Regions from separate parts of the Urocitellus parryii genome. Here all the other regions are linked to region 1. A link is a contact called in public Hi-C data. All regions are on one chromosome and are shown on one strand. Each heading gives the region's core, a stretch centred on a gene start, on an enhancer-like site or on the middle of the called end of the contact. The rest is flanking DNA. Distances are from core to core; before and after follow the strand shown. Region 1 holds the start of Znf292 (zinc finger protein 292). Region 2 holds the start of Orc3 (origin recognition complex subunit 3). Region 3 holds the start of Slc35a1 (solute carrier family 35 member A1).

Region 1 (4,314 bases), core at 1,012-3,511:
CATTTCCTGGAGGCTCTAAATATTTTTTTTACATGTATGTAAAGAGGGAAGGATGGAGGAACAGGGAGGTAAAGGATATGAGTGTGCATGCTAATGAACACATATCTATAATAGTGCTTAGAATCAATTTGCTTATAAGTATCAAGTTTGCTTATCAAGTATCAAGTCTCCTTAATTTTAGGGTTATCATGGGCTGGAGGAAGGAATGGTCCACTTTTTTGATTCTTATTCCCCCTCCCCCCAATGCTAGAGTTTGAGTCCAGTGCCTTGCATGTGTATTCTACCATGGAGCTACACCTGCAGCCCTAATTCTTTTAAAAATAAAAACCAGTATTTTGGTATATTTCTCTTTGGATATGTTTTTCTCTCCTACTCCCTTTTTTCTTCTTCCCACAGATTAGGTACAATTGTACATATCAAGTGTAATTAGCCACTATACTTGAAGTGCAAATGCATTTTATTAACCTTTGATACCTTAGATCTCCTTGGATTAACTGGTATGTTTGGCTAATCGCACATTTCTCATTTTTCACTGGATTTCTAAGATAACAAAAACTGATTTAGACATTCAAATGAAGTTTCAATACTTGGAAAATGAGCTGCAAATATTAAAAATCATTAGTTGCAGGCTGGGAAATGTAGCTCAGCAGTGGGGAAAAAAAAAAAGTTTACCCCACCAGCAGTGGAAAAAAAAAGTTTAGTTGCTTTTTCAGCTCTCAGTGATACTATTACATATTATACCCTTTCTCTTTTAAATGTACTTCCAGTGTCTACCACAGTAAACATTTGAAGATTCTATCTTTTTTTTAAAAAAATATATCTTTATTTTGTTTATTTATTTTTATGTGGTACTGAGGATTGAACCTGGCGGCTAGCATGTGCTAGGCAAGTGCTATATCGCTGAGCCCCAGCCCCAGCCCCTGAAGATTCTATCTTAATAAGTAATACTGATAATGTTTTTCATAAGGCTTAGTTGTGCCTGCTCTCCTTATATAATGCCACTTTTAAAACATGACCATCACAGACACATTATAAAACACTCATCCTGGACAACACACTATGTAGAATACCAAAAAAACCTCTTGAAAAGGACACTGCACTCAATAGGTATTTGTATTTCAGATGCTGGTACTAAAAAAAATCAGAACATAAGAGTGAAAAGACTAGGTACTCCATCAATATAATTTCTGAATTTCTGTATTCAGCTGTAAGAATGGCCTCTTGTTTAATGCTGATATTAACAAAACAGTAGTTTTGTTATGAACGTTAGGGTTAAACACTTGATTGATGGGGGTGCTGGGGACTGAAAACAGGAGCTCATACACACTAGGCAAGCATTACCATTGAGCTATAACTCCAGTCCATCTTCTATTCCTTTAATGTCAAGAATTTCATACCTTCAAGTTTGAATATGGTTCAGAATGCCATCACTATTTGTAGCACAAGGGAAGAAATGCTGCTATTTATAATAATTTTTGACAACCTCGTTCTTTTATTTTAGCATCAATTTTCTCTCCTCCATTATGATTTTAATGGAGTCCTTGTTGCTGCTTTTTTTTTTTTCCTTGACCTACTTTCTTTTCAAGAGCTTTCATATATAGCCTGCTTTCAGTGTTGGTGATTTTTGTAGTGAGGAGTCTTAAATCACCGAGAAAGAGATTAGTTGGTTACTTAGTTTTAAAATGTTTCTGTGGTTTAAAAATCATCTGGTTACAACGTTCATAATTTTAGTCTTGTTTGAATTCTTTCAAAACTATGCTCTTCGTGAGTTTGCTCCGTTCTCCAGTATGAGGATTAAACCTCAATCTGCTCTGATCTGTTATTTTTCTTTGTTGCCGCCACAGCCATAGAGAATATTTTTCCAGGGGAGAGGTGTTCTTGGGGATGAAGAGAGGCCAGTTGGACCAGAACTGTTACTCAGGCATTGGGTCTCTCCTCCCCTCCTCCCTCCTCCCAGCCTGTTGAGAAGTCAATTTTGACAGTTCCGAGTCCGGCTTTGACTCACGCTGGTGGTTCATGGGTGGGCTTTACGTTCTCCCGCTCCCCTTGCATCTGGCCTGCTTACAGGCCAACCGCAAATGCAGCTATCGCCCCAGGGTACCCAGAACTCTCCTCCCGCCGTCCTCTTGGAGGACTAGTAGGCCACAGCCGACTTCAGGGACTCGGAAAAGCCACGCCGGGACCCGGACACTGGAGAGGAAGCCCCTCCCCAGGCTTTTTCCCCTTCGCGGGGCCCACGTGACCAACAACAGGCCTCACCGGCCCGCCCCTTTTCGGCCGCTGCAGCCCACTTCCCGCTTGGGGTAAGTAAAACGCGGTTTTCGCACCGCCTCAACCCCGCCCTTCTCCTGTCCCCTAGCCTTCACCTCCCTCCGGCTTTCTCGCGCCACTCTCCCCGCCCCCATGCTCCCCACCGGGCCCTTTGTACGTGCTCGGCGGCGTGCGAGCGCGCCCGGCACGTGACCCCGCCGAACGTGGCATTGTGTTATCACGTGACCCAGGTGCGTACGCGACGGAGCGGGGTGTGAAGATGGCGGACGAAGAGGCCGAGCAGGAGAGGTTGAGTTGCGGTGGAGGCGGCTGCGTCGCGGAACTGCAGCGCCTGGGCGAGCGGCTCCAGGAGCTGGAGCGACAGCTGCGGGAGAGCCGGGTACCGGCCGTAGAAGCGGCCACAGAGTACTGTCAGCAGCTGTGCCAGGTGAGGACGCCCGGGGGTCCCCTCCCCCTTTACCCAGCTAGAGGGAGAAGAGGGCGAGCAAGCAGCGCCAGGCGGCCGAGTGGTGGTGGTCGCTGCCTTGGCATCGTCTGCGGCGCTGCCGCCAGGGCGAGAGCGGGGAGTACGAGGAAAGCGCCTTTGTGTGACTGCCGCTGTGGCGGTTGTTGTTGTCTGCACCTCTCGGCTGGGGGAAGGGAGTTGTGGTCTGGGCGGAAAATTCCCCCTCCTCTTCCCCTCCCCGAACTCGGGACTGCGCGGTCCCCACAGCTGAGATGTAGAGTGCGAGGCTTGGGAGAGTGTAAGAGGGGAATGGAGGCCAGCTCCTCTTCCTCTTCTCATTGTGCACTGGGGATTACGGTGCTCTGCGCCTCTGCTTCCCACTCCGACGGGCCTCCGCCCCCCCTGGTTTGAGTCCTTTGCTTTCGCCTGCTTTTATGCGTCCCGCCCCCGGCCCCGGCCCGGGCCGCGTCCTGGCTGTCGCGGGCCTTTGTTGTTCGAGTTTCGCCCAGCGACTGAAGGGGTCTTTGTTGATGTTCCGTGGGGGCAGTCCCTGCCGACCCCTTGTAGTTGCGCGAGGCGTTTGGAAAGGGGGTGGTGGCGGCAGACGTTGTCCGTTCCAGTCTGCTTGCTTGGTGCACTGCTTCCAAGATAAAGGTTGATCTCCTGGGTGGGGAAGAGTTGTCTCTGCACACCTTTCCCGGAGTCGCTAGTCCCTTTGGGGCAGCTGTTCCAGAGCCTCTCTTTTGCTTTCTCCTTTCGAGGAGTACGATACTCTCCCCTCTGCACCCCAACCCATCTCGCATTTCTTTGAATCTTTCCTATTGGCCTCTTGGTGAAGGGGCAGAAGACTGAGGTTCATGTGGATCTTTGCTTTGGTTAGTTTCAAATCTTTCCATTTTCTTGCCCAAGGACACTGCTTAACAGTGAATTCGTTCTAACCAGTATTTGGAATGTTAGCGATACTGTTTGCTCATGACAGAATATGGAGAGTTTGAGTCTACATTTGTGCTTATCACCAGCCCTCGTGTTACATTTGAAATTCCAAGGTGCTGCTTCTGACTATGGTGAAGATTTTGGTTCAGTTGTATAGTCGAGGAGGGAAAAGACAGTTTTTACAGGCTACATTTAGTTAACTTGAGAATATGTTCTTACGGAGAGTTTGTCTTGGAAATATTGAGCTTAAGTTCGAACAATGGTAGACCATTTTAGCATTTCAGAGTAGATTACATTTTTGCTTATTTTTAAGCCTCCAAATTCTGAAATCTTCTTTCAGAAAAACAAGATCAGGGATATTTGATCCTTACAAAAGAATCTCAATTGCAGTATGCATTTTATTGTCATGAATGATTTGATGGCCATTTGTTTTTCAAAAAGGAACTTTGTGAGATCAGGTGGTGGCTTGTTTAGAAGTATAAGCAATCAGAAAGTTCCCCACTTAAGGTAACAGGTCTTGAGTAGATATTCTGTCATTCCTTTGAATCCTCCCTTTTTTTGGCGGGGGTGAGTCGGGGGACTGGGAATTGAACCTTGGAGTGCTTTAGCACTGAACAACATCCCCAGTCCTTTTTCTATTTTTTATTTCTCCTAACTTGCTGAGG
Region 2 (4,314 bases), core at 1,306-3,805, 360 kb after region 1:
TGGTTACATGAACATACCATGCTTTCCATATGTCAGTATGTCTGCATCCTCTCTTCTTAGAACACCTACACCTTGCCAACCTCCTATTCACTTGGCACACTGCTACTCATTCCCCCTTCAAGATGGAGCCCCATCATCTTGTTTTCCACAAAGCCTCCCATGACATAAAGCCTTCTTCTTTAAGTTCTCTTTTGCATAAGTTTCTAATATAGTGGTTACAGAGTGCACTGCAATTATCTGTTCACATCTGTTCCCCATGCTGGTCTGGAGCCACTCCAGGGCAGAAAACATTCAATTTCAACTTTGGGATAGTTGTTAGAAAACTCTAGGCTCATTATTCAAAGTCTGCTTAATAATTGTGTCATTATCATATAATATTTCCTTCATTCCTAAACTAGCAAAGAGCTCCTCATTTGTACAAGTACACACATTTTTATTTATCCTCAACTTTTACTCAATCCCTCAAACACTCCATAATCAGATAAATACATATTTGGTTAATTTATGTTGCCATATATATCCATAAATTCTTTTTTAAAATATTTTTTTCATTGTCAATGGACTTTTATTTTATTAGTTATATATGGTGCTGAGACTTGAACCCAGTGCTTTACACATGGTAGGCAAGTGCTCTACCACTGAGCTACAACCCCAGTCTGCACAAATTCTTTTTAGTGACTAGATTGTGCTTCTTGATTTCACAAACTAAATAGCAATTTATAGAAAAAAAATGGTTTTTAAATTAGATTTCAATTCATAAAATCACTTTAATTTACTATCCATGTGGCCTTGGGTAGGTTACTTAATATCTCCAGATCTCCATGTGTTCAATTGCATAATATTATTATGTAAACTACACCAAAGGGTTACCATGGGCTTAAAAAAGTCAAAGTAGCTTAATAACTATTTGTTCCTGTTCCTCCATCTTACCTTCTTTATGAGGAAGAATACAACCTTTGCAAAACTAAAAACAATTATGTTTCTGATCATAGCACTATTTTGACCTGTGGGTTGAGAATACAAAGCATCTGCTGAATACTGAGGACCCAAACTACCTACCTCAGAGACAGTTTACTCTCTACATTAACATGACTATTTTTTTTATCTTCATCAGCATAATGTAACAGTTCTGGAGACTGCTGCCTAAATAACTTGATTTTCACAGGAGCTTTATGGAAAATCTCAGTTCTTTAATAGAAAGCATCTTTATGTTGTAAGAACCTTTGCCCTGCCCTTTCCACCAATGACAAACTGTTTTATCAAGATCAGTATCCAGTTCTAATTGAGCCTTCAGACCCAATCCCCTCCCATACTCTGCTGCTGAAAGATCAGCCTTATCCCATACATAAGATTCTCAATAAATCTGATCTTGCTTTCCCAATTTAGGCACTAGGAGAAGTCTGATGAGGTGGTGTTTTGCCTTACCCCAGCAAGCAATAAACTCAGCTTTGACTTATTAAAAGGTGGTATTAGAGGAGCTAGCTAGCAGGGGACACAGCAGTACATCTATAAGCTTGAAGACAAAGACAGAAGGATTTCCCCAAAATGCCTACAAACAGCGAAAATGAGCTAAAGTAAATTATATACCAGGCAAAATATGTCATTAATAAAAAGGAAATGAATTTGTCAAGGCCACAATGGAAACTTTCCTTGCAACAAAATTACAAAGATATTCAGTGAATTTTAAAATTTCTTTTTAATAAATTCCAGATTGATTCTGCAGTTTTTACTCATCAATGCCTCCAAATCAAAAAGGCACAGACTCATTTACTTTTGGGATTTACCAAAATATTTCTAGGGTAAATTGTCCTAAGGACTGCAAGAGAAACAACAAGCTTTTATGCTAGATCCTTTTGATAGCAATTCAGATCCATTATCAACTTCACTAAGTGTGTGGAGCATTCATTTCTTTGGAGTCTAATCATGGCCCAAAGACATTCTATCCAGGTAGTGCGTCACCCAAGTAAAACATGGAAAAAGGTGGATTGAAAAGGGGGGAGGGAGGCGGCTGGGGGTGTAGCTCAGTAGTAGAGCACTTGCCTAGCATGTGTCAGGAACTGGGTTCAATCCTCAGCACCATATAAAAATAAAATGAAGGTTCATCAACAACTAAAAAATACATTTAAAAAATAAAAAGAAAAGGAGCGAGGGAAGCAACAAGTACCTTTCAAAGTTTACTTTTCACCCTGAGAAAACGATCTCTGCCTTATTCCTGACCCTCCACATGACTCTCCTCTGCACCTCGAGAGAAAAGGGATGAAGCTGCAGAAACAAACAGAGTTTCGCGGAACCGACCCTCCCACTGAGTGACCGCCTGCAGCTGCTAATGGGCTTGGGGTCCCCCGCCTCGCGGAGTCCCTGTTCCGCCCGCTAGAGGATCCGTACCTGGCTGGCAATGGATCTGCGGAAGCCACACGCCATTTCTGGCTCTGGCCTCGCTCCTCCCTTTTCTGAACGCCCCGCCTCTGCACACCGGAAGCCAGCCCCGGACGGCCGCGCCAGCTAATCAAAGAGCCGAACGGCCCGCCTTTAACCTTTACCCTGCTGCCGCGAGGGCGCGCGGGAAATCCTGAGTGTATCCGCAACCTACCGGGCGGTAGGACCATGGCCACGTCCTCCGTGTCCAAGGTACGTCTGGGCGGGTGCTCACCCAGGCCTCACCGCCGCCTCATTCCTCTTTGGAGAAGGGATTTAGTGGAAGTTATACAGGCCTCTCTGTTCCCTGGCTCCATGGGAGGGAGAGGCAGACAGTTCAGGCGTCTTTGCCTCAGGTTTAGTTGAGGCCAACTTTGGGGAACGAGGTCGCTGATCTGCCTTGCAATGCAGCCAGGGTGGGTTTTTAAGTCCTGATTCGTGGAGGTCGGATGCCCAGAGAATGTGCCCCGTTCTCCCCTACTTTTTCCTTCATGTTTACTGTTGCGCCAAAGCACTCCGATAGGTACTAAGATACAGAGGTAAACAAATTAGACTTGTTCCTGCACTTAAGAGAGACACTAACAGGCTGATGATCACTTGTGAAAGAAAAAAGTTCTGAGATGGACGAGAGAGAAGAACCTAATATAGATTGTTAAGGGTTGGCGAAGACTTTTTGGAGAAACTGACACTTTGGCTGAGACCTACAAAAAAATGACTAGAAGTTTGTCAGGCATGGGTTTTGAGGATGGAGAACAAAGAGAACATGTTTCTTTGGCGGTGGGGGGAAGGGAGGGCAGGGACTAGACAGCAAAAAATAAAGTATTGTAAAGAAATTGCAAAGTCAGTGTCATCAAAATTGGAGAAAGTAGGAACATTAGGGAAAATAAGATTGGAAAAGTAATGTAGGTGTGAGGGCGGGATCATATAGACCTCCTTCATAAGGTAAACCTAGGTGGTAAGGGTTTGCAAGTCAAAATGTAGTGGGCAAGAAGATAAATCCTGGAGTTGTATTGTCCTATGAAGTATTCACTAGCCACGTGTGGCTAAATTTAAATTTAAAATAATATTTAATTTAAAAATTCAGTTTCTCATTTGTACTAGCCACATTTCAAGCACTTAATAACTGCATGTGACCATGGCTACCATGTCAGAACAGATATATGAAGTTTCTGTCATTTTGTTTTTTAACCTCTAAGTACTTTCACTTCTCTGTCCTTATGATGTTTTGTGGCTGTTGCCCTCCTTCTAGATTTCTTCCTTCCTATCTAACACCATCACTTTACTAGCAGTTCGAAGTGATTAACCATATTACTACCATTGCCTGATATTAGAATCCATTCTAAGTACTCTTCCTATCTTGTTTCTTTAAGAGCACCTTTCTTTTACTGCATTGTAGGTCCATATGGAAAGGATGAAATGACAAGCTTGTCATTATACCATATGATTTTTCTAAATATGTTTATTTCTCTTTTTTTTAAAGAGTTCACAATGCCATATAACAGTAGGCACTATTTTTGTTCCAAACACCAAGACATTTTTTTTCTTTTTTTAGAGAGAGAGAGAGAATTTTAATATTTATTTTTTAGTTTTCGGCAGACACAACATCTTTGTATGTGGTGCTGAGGATCGAACCCGGGCCGCACGCATGCCAGGCGAGCGTGCTACCGCTTGAGCCACATCCCCAGCCCTAAAAATGTGTATTTCACATAGCTCCACTAGTTGCAAAAATAAGAACATACGGCACAGTTTTAAATTTGAACCTGGAATCCAAATGGCCACTTTATATTTTGCACAGTTATCTCTTACACTATCCTGAGATGACTTTGTAGGTAAATTTCTTTTATTCTTTTTTAAATTTTCCATATAAATGAAATCTTTAAGAAGGTATTTATAAAGTGT
Region 3 (4,314 bases), core at 680-3,179, 260 kb after region 1:
TAAGCCACAGAAAGAATTGTTTTAAATAACAATAATCTAGCAAATTAGTTTTTGGGTGATTTTCTTAATAGCAGAACAAGAGTAACATGCTTAAACTTATGGAAACAATTATATTTAGGTATCTATATTTGTCTGTGTATTGTTTATGATTAACTGCTTACTACACTTCAAACATTATCATACTTAATAACCTATTAAATATCTACTCTATTTGAATTTAGCATTAGTTACCTTAAGCCTTAAGGTGTTACTTATTGCTCTTTGTTTACGTTCATTCTTTTATTACCAATGGATGTACTATTGAGCTTCCTTTTATACAATTCATTAAGAGCAGACATAGAAGATACTGTAGTTTGCTAGTGACAATCAGGAATATCATTAGTGTCTCAAGTGGCAATAGCAACAGATGCTTGAAGTACTGTTAAGCTTGGCATATCGGACAAATGTAAACTTGTGCCTCATATCTTGAAGACTGCTGTTTCTTGCTCTAACCAGGGTTGTAAAGAAAACTAGGCATATATAAGAGAGACATGAAACCAATGTTTTTCATGAGACTTAGAATAATAATTTAATGAGAAAGTAAAAAAATAGCCCAGACTTAAGATTGTAAATATCTGCTTGTTTACTAATTGGGCTAGTATAACAAACACAAATAAAGTCAGCTGAAAGGTTAACAGGAGACAATATTTCTGCCAAGAATATGGTGAAGCTATAAAGTGTAACAATCGTCTTTGTTTATTTTCTTTATCACTGAAAAATTTGTTCTTTAAAATTGTACAATATAAGGAAACATGTTGCTTGAAATTATATCTGTAAGAATGAAACATTCTACTCTTGCTTGGAGGATCTAAGTTACTTTGACACAGAGTAGCAGTCTCAATGTCCAACTTAACTGGTAAAGGCTTGCTTCATGGAAGGGGCACCTGATTACAACATTCTACATATATAGTAACTTTGTAATTTCCAAGAAACAGGACCCTGACATTATAGTCCAGGTATGATGTTGACCTCTTTACACACAGCCTAGCTTTGATTGTCATATACTCTTAAATTTCACTTAAGTCCATCCTTCCCCCCAATTCTATAAATCTTATTTCCTTCATTTCCTGAGATATCTTATGGTTCCTCTGGTGTTCTATTTTCCTCATCAGAATGGGTCAATGAACTTGACCTTGTCTGAAGTTTGACAAGTTTGGGATGATTTTGTTAGGATAGGAGTTTAACAAAACCTAGTCAAGTTTCATATCCATGAAGTAGAATGTCTTTTGTAGCAATAAAAATATGTAAGAATTAGCTCACACTAATTAACACCCTCTAGTGAAAGCAGAGATTATAGTGGTTGAAATGCCTGCTTAATGTTTTTGAGGTCTGTTTTCCCAGGATCAGAGAGAATGTCTGGTTAGATACAATCAGTGGCAAATGTTGACGATAAGGACTCAAACTCAGGACTTTTGAGGTATATGTAATACCAATTGTACTAGATTTACGCAGGAGGTAACAATGGAAAGCAACGAGAGAAGTCGAATTTATAAAAGTTGTTGAAAGTAGCTTCTGTGCTTTAGGAAGTCTGCTAGCTTCTCTAATAGCTCTGACAGAAAAGAATCACCAAGGCAACTCCAAATTTTTATTTGCCATCTATGTGAGGACTCCAATTCCCAGAAGGCAATGCTCAGTTCCCTTGACTTCGCTTCCTTAGCCCACTGGGAGTTGAGGTTTAGAGAACTGCGTGTTGGACAGAGTTTCAACACTTGTCACGAAGTACTCAACCGTAGAAGCCTCCATCCTTTTCAGGAGCAGCGCGGATCCTTGAGCCTGATCTCGGTGCTCTGCAGGGAGGGAAGCCGGCTGGCTGGCGGCGGCGGGGCGCTCTAGGCCGAGCGGTGCCGTCTCTATGGTCGTGGGGGCGGTCCCTCGCGTCTTGCGCTGAGTGCGCGGAGGGGGTGCGCGTCAGTTCCGCGCCGGGCTGTCGGAGCGCCATGGCTGCTCCCAGAGGTGAGGCCGGGCTGCAGGGAGTGGTGGTGGTGTGGTAGTGCGGGCAACATTGGGCGGCAGGATACTGCCAGTGCTGCTCCGCACCTGTCGGGCGGCGGTACCCTCCGCGTCGGTGGGCCCTTGCGGGGCGTAGGCGTCGGGTGTCAGGAGTTGGTGTTGACTCGCTCGCTGGCGGTCAGTACTGCCAGATTCCCGCTGCGGCTACCCTCTGTGCGATGGGCTCTGCGGGCTAGACTGCGCCAATCTCCAGGAGCTGGTAGTGGGTGGGAATAGGATTCTGTCTGGCCAGGGCTGCAGAAGACCCGGAGAAGGGCCGAGGCGACGGGCCCGGGCTGGATCTGCTTCACCCATCATGAGACTGGACAGTTCCCTGTCCTGGTCGGCGCCACCCCCTGAGGTCTCGCCTGTGCCTTCTTCCCTACGGACGGACGGACGTTCAGAGACCTAAACATTATGGAGACATTAAAACAGCACTTTATCCATATCGAAATAGAAAAAGCTGTCATTAAGAGTTCTTCCCAAGGAAAATGTTGTACTTAGTTAGAAGGAACACTGGTATTTTGGGTGAAAAATGAGGTCCACCTCCCTCCCCCAAGGGATGGCACATTAGAGCAATAATATTTGGTCACTAATTGCCATTTAAAGAAGGTGAGTCTAATTAACTCGCAGCACTTGGGTTTTGCTAGAGGTTTATATAAGTTGGGACGAGAGCTGAATTTTTGTACTATAGATTAGTAGCTAGGAGAGGCTGAATGACACCTTTGTACCTTCTCCACCCTTTCTTCATGGAGCATTGAGCTTCACCACAAAATAAACGAGCAAATATTTAAAGAATACCTTTTTGCAAGAGTGCCAAGTTATTTACCTTGTTGGGAAGTCTACATTTATCATCAGGCCCTGCCCAGGGGCGTTGTCTGTAGTTGCATATGCTTCTCTATGTATTATTCCATTTCAAATAAATCTTGAGTGTTTCCCCCCCCCTCCCCCTTGAGTCTTTTGTGTAGCAATACAGGACATAAAGGAAAAAAGAACTGTTTTGATAACAAGTATGGAATGGGGATAGCAAGATTAATGATAGATTAACACTTAAAAATTACAGAAGTCAAATCATTACCCGAAATAATAACAATTGACAGATTCAGGCTTATTGCCTGTACATGTTCCTGAGTCTGATATACCTGTGGAAATGTATAATCCTAACAAAAATTAGTTTTCATAGCTTCCTGATATTCACAAAGGATTTATCTGAGATCAGGTATTACAAATAATGTCACCCCTAAAACATGATGGGAAAAAAAACCATCTAATTCCAGAGTGTAAATTTCTTTCTGGGACATTTCTAACACAGAAAAAAATTTTGTGTAGGAGCTAATGGGAGCTTTGTGAGAAGCAGGGCACAAAGTAGGATTAAAATGTGGCTGCCAGTTGAGTTGTGAATGTGGTTTGTAGTTACTGGCCTTGGGCATGATTGAATTCATAGGAAAGTTTAAAGTGAATCCCAAAAAGGTTAACATTCCTTATAACTGAAATTTCATTCCGGACAATTTGTGAATGGAATGTCAGAGGCAATCATACTTAAAATCTTAGTTTTAAAAAGTTGAAATGTTTCTAAAATGGCACTATATACCCAAATTCTACATGTTTTACAAGTATCTAAACTTACGATTACTTTCCTACTTATATAACCACTATGCAAATAGTTATTTTTTTTGAAGTTGATGACAAAATAATGTTCTAGGTCAGAATATGTTTCTAGGCTACAGATATTAGGTTTAGTGTTTAAACATTCACTCTTATTATTTTCAGAATCAGGACACTATATAAAAGCTAAAATAAAGTAGATTTGAATTTGGCAGTTCTAACCTCTCTTTGTGAAAGTATTGATAATCTAGGACACAGGTGGGCAAACTTTCTGTTAAGGGCTGATGATCTTTGTGTAACTACTCAACCCTGAAATTGTAGGACAAAATGTAGCCAAAACTAATTGTAAGGAGTAAGTGTGGCTGTGTTCCAATAAAACTTCATGAATGGATGCTGAAATTTGAGTCATATAATTTTTATGTTATAAAGTGTTTTAAAAATTTTTTTCAACTATTTTTTAAGAATGTAAAACTATTCTGAGCTCACAGGCCAAATAAAAATGAGCAACAGTGTTGTTTGCTCTCCCCAATCTAGAGAAGTGCTTTCTCCTGTACTGATTAATTCAACGTTATTTTGTTTTTGATTAATTTTTTTTTTTAGGTCTTCGGGATTGAAACTGGCCCTCACCTATGCTAGGCAAGTGCTCGCCACTGAGCCATACCTCCAGCCCTATTGCTGTTT

Evidence for each region. A called contact is a pair of places that touch in the nucleus more often than the background predicts.
Region 2: a Hi-C map of muscle shows a contact between it and region 1, with 3 times the contacts expected there. The contact joins the promoter of Orc3 here to the promoter of Znf292 in region 1. A contact is called at or near these places in 2 of 2 Hi-C or Micro-C datasets (liver and muscle).
Region 3: a contact with region 1 is called in a Hi-C map of muscle, with 2.4 times the contacts expected there. The contact joins the promoter of Slc35a1 here to the promoter of Znf292 in region 1. A contact is called at or near these places in 2 of 2 Hi-C or Micro-C datasets (liver and muscle).

What each region holds. Positions count from the first base shown.
Region 1 is chr8:72,448,712-72,453,025 of mUroPar1.hap1, reverse strand. It overlaps Znf292 (zinc finger protein 292), which reads left to right and starts at 2,261. Exons shown (of 9, transcript XM_026410773.2): 1 at 2,261-2,303; 2 at 2,502-2,698. The coding sequence starts at 2,531.
Region 2 is chr8:72,091,339-72,095,652 of mUroPar1.hap1, reverse strand. Orc3 (origin recognition complex subunit 3) reads left to right here and starts at 2,555. Exons shown (of 20, transcript XM_026411407.2): 1 at 2,555-2,628. The coding sequence starts at 2,605. It overlaps Rars2 (arginyl-tRNA synthetase 2, mitochondrial), which reads right to left and starts at 2,433. Exons shown (of 19, transcript XM_026411375.1): 1 at 2,386-2,433. The coding sequence starts at 2,421.
Region 3 is chr8:72,184,177-72,188,490 of mUroPar1.hap1, reverse strand. Slc35a1 (solute carrier family 35 member A1) reads left to right here and starts at 1,929. Exons shown (of 8, transcript XM_026411304.2): 1 at 1,929-1,992. The coding sequence starts at 1,977.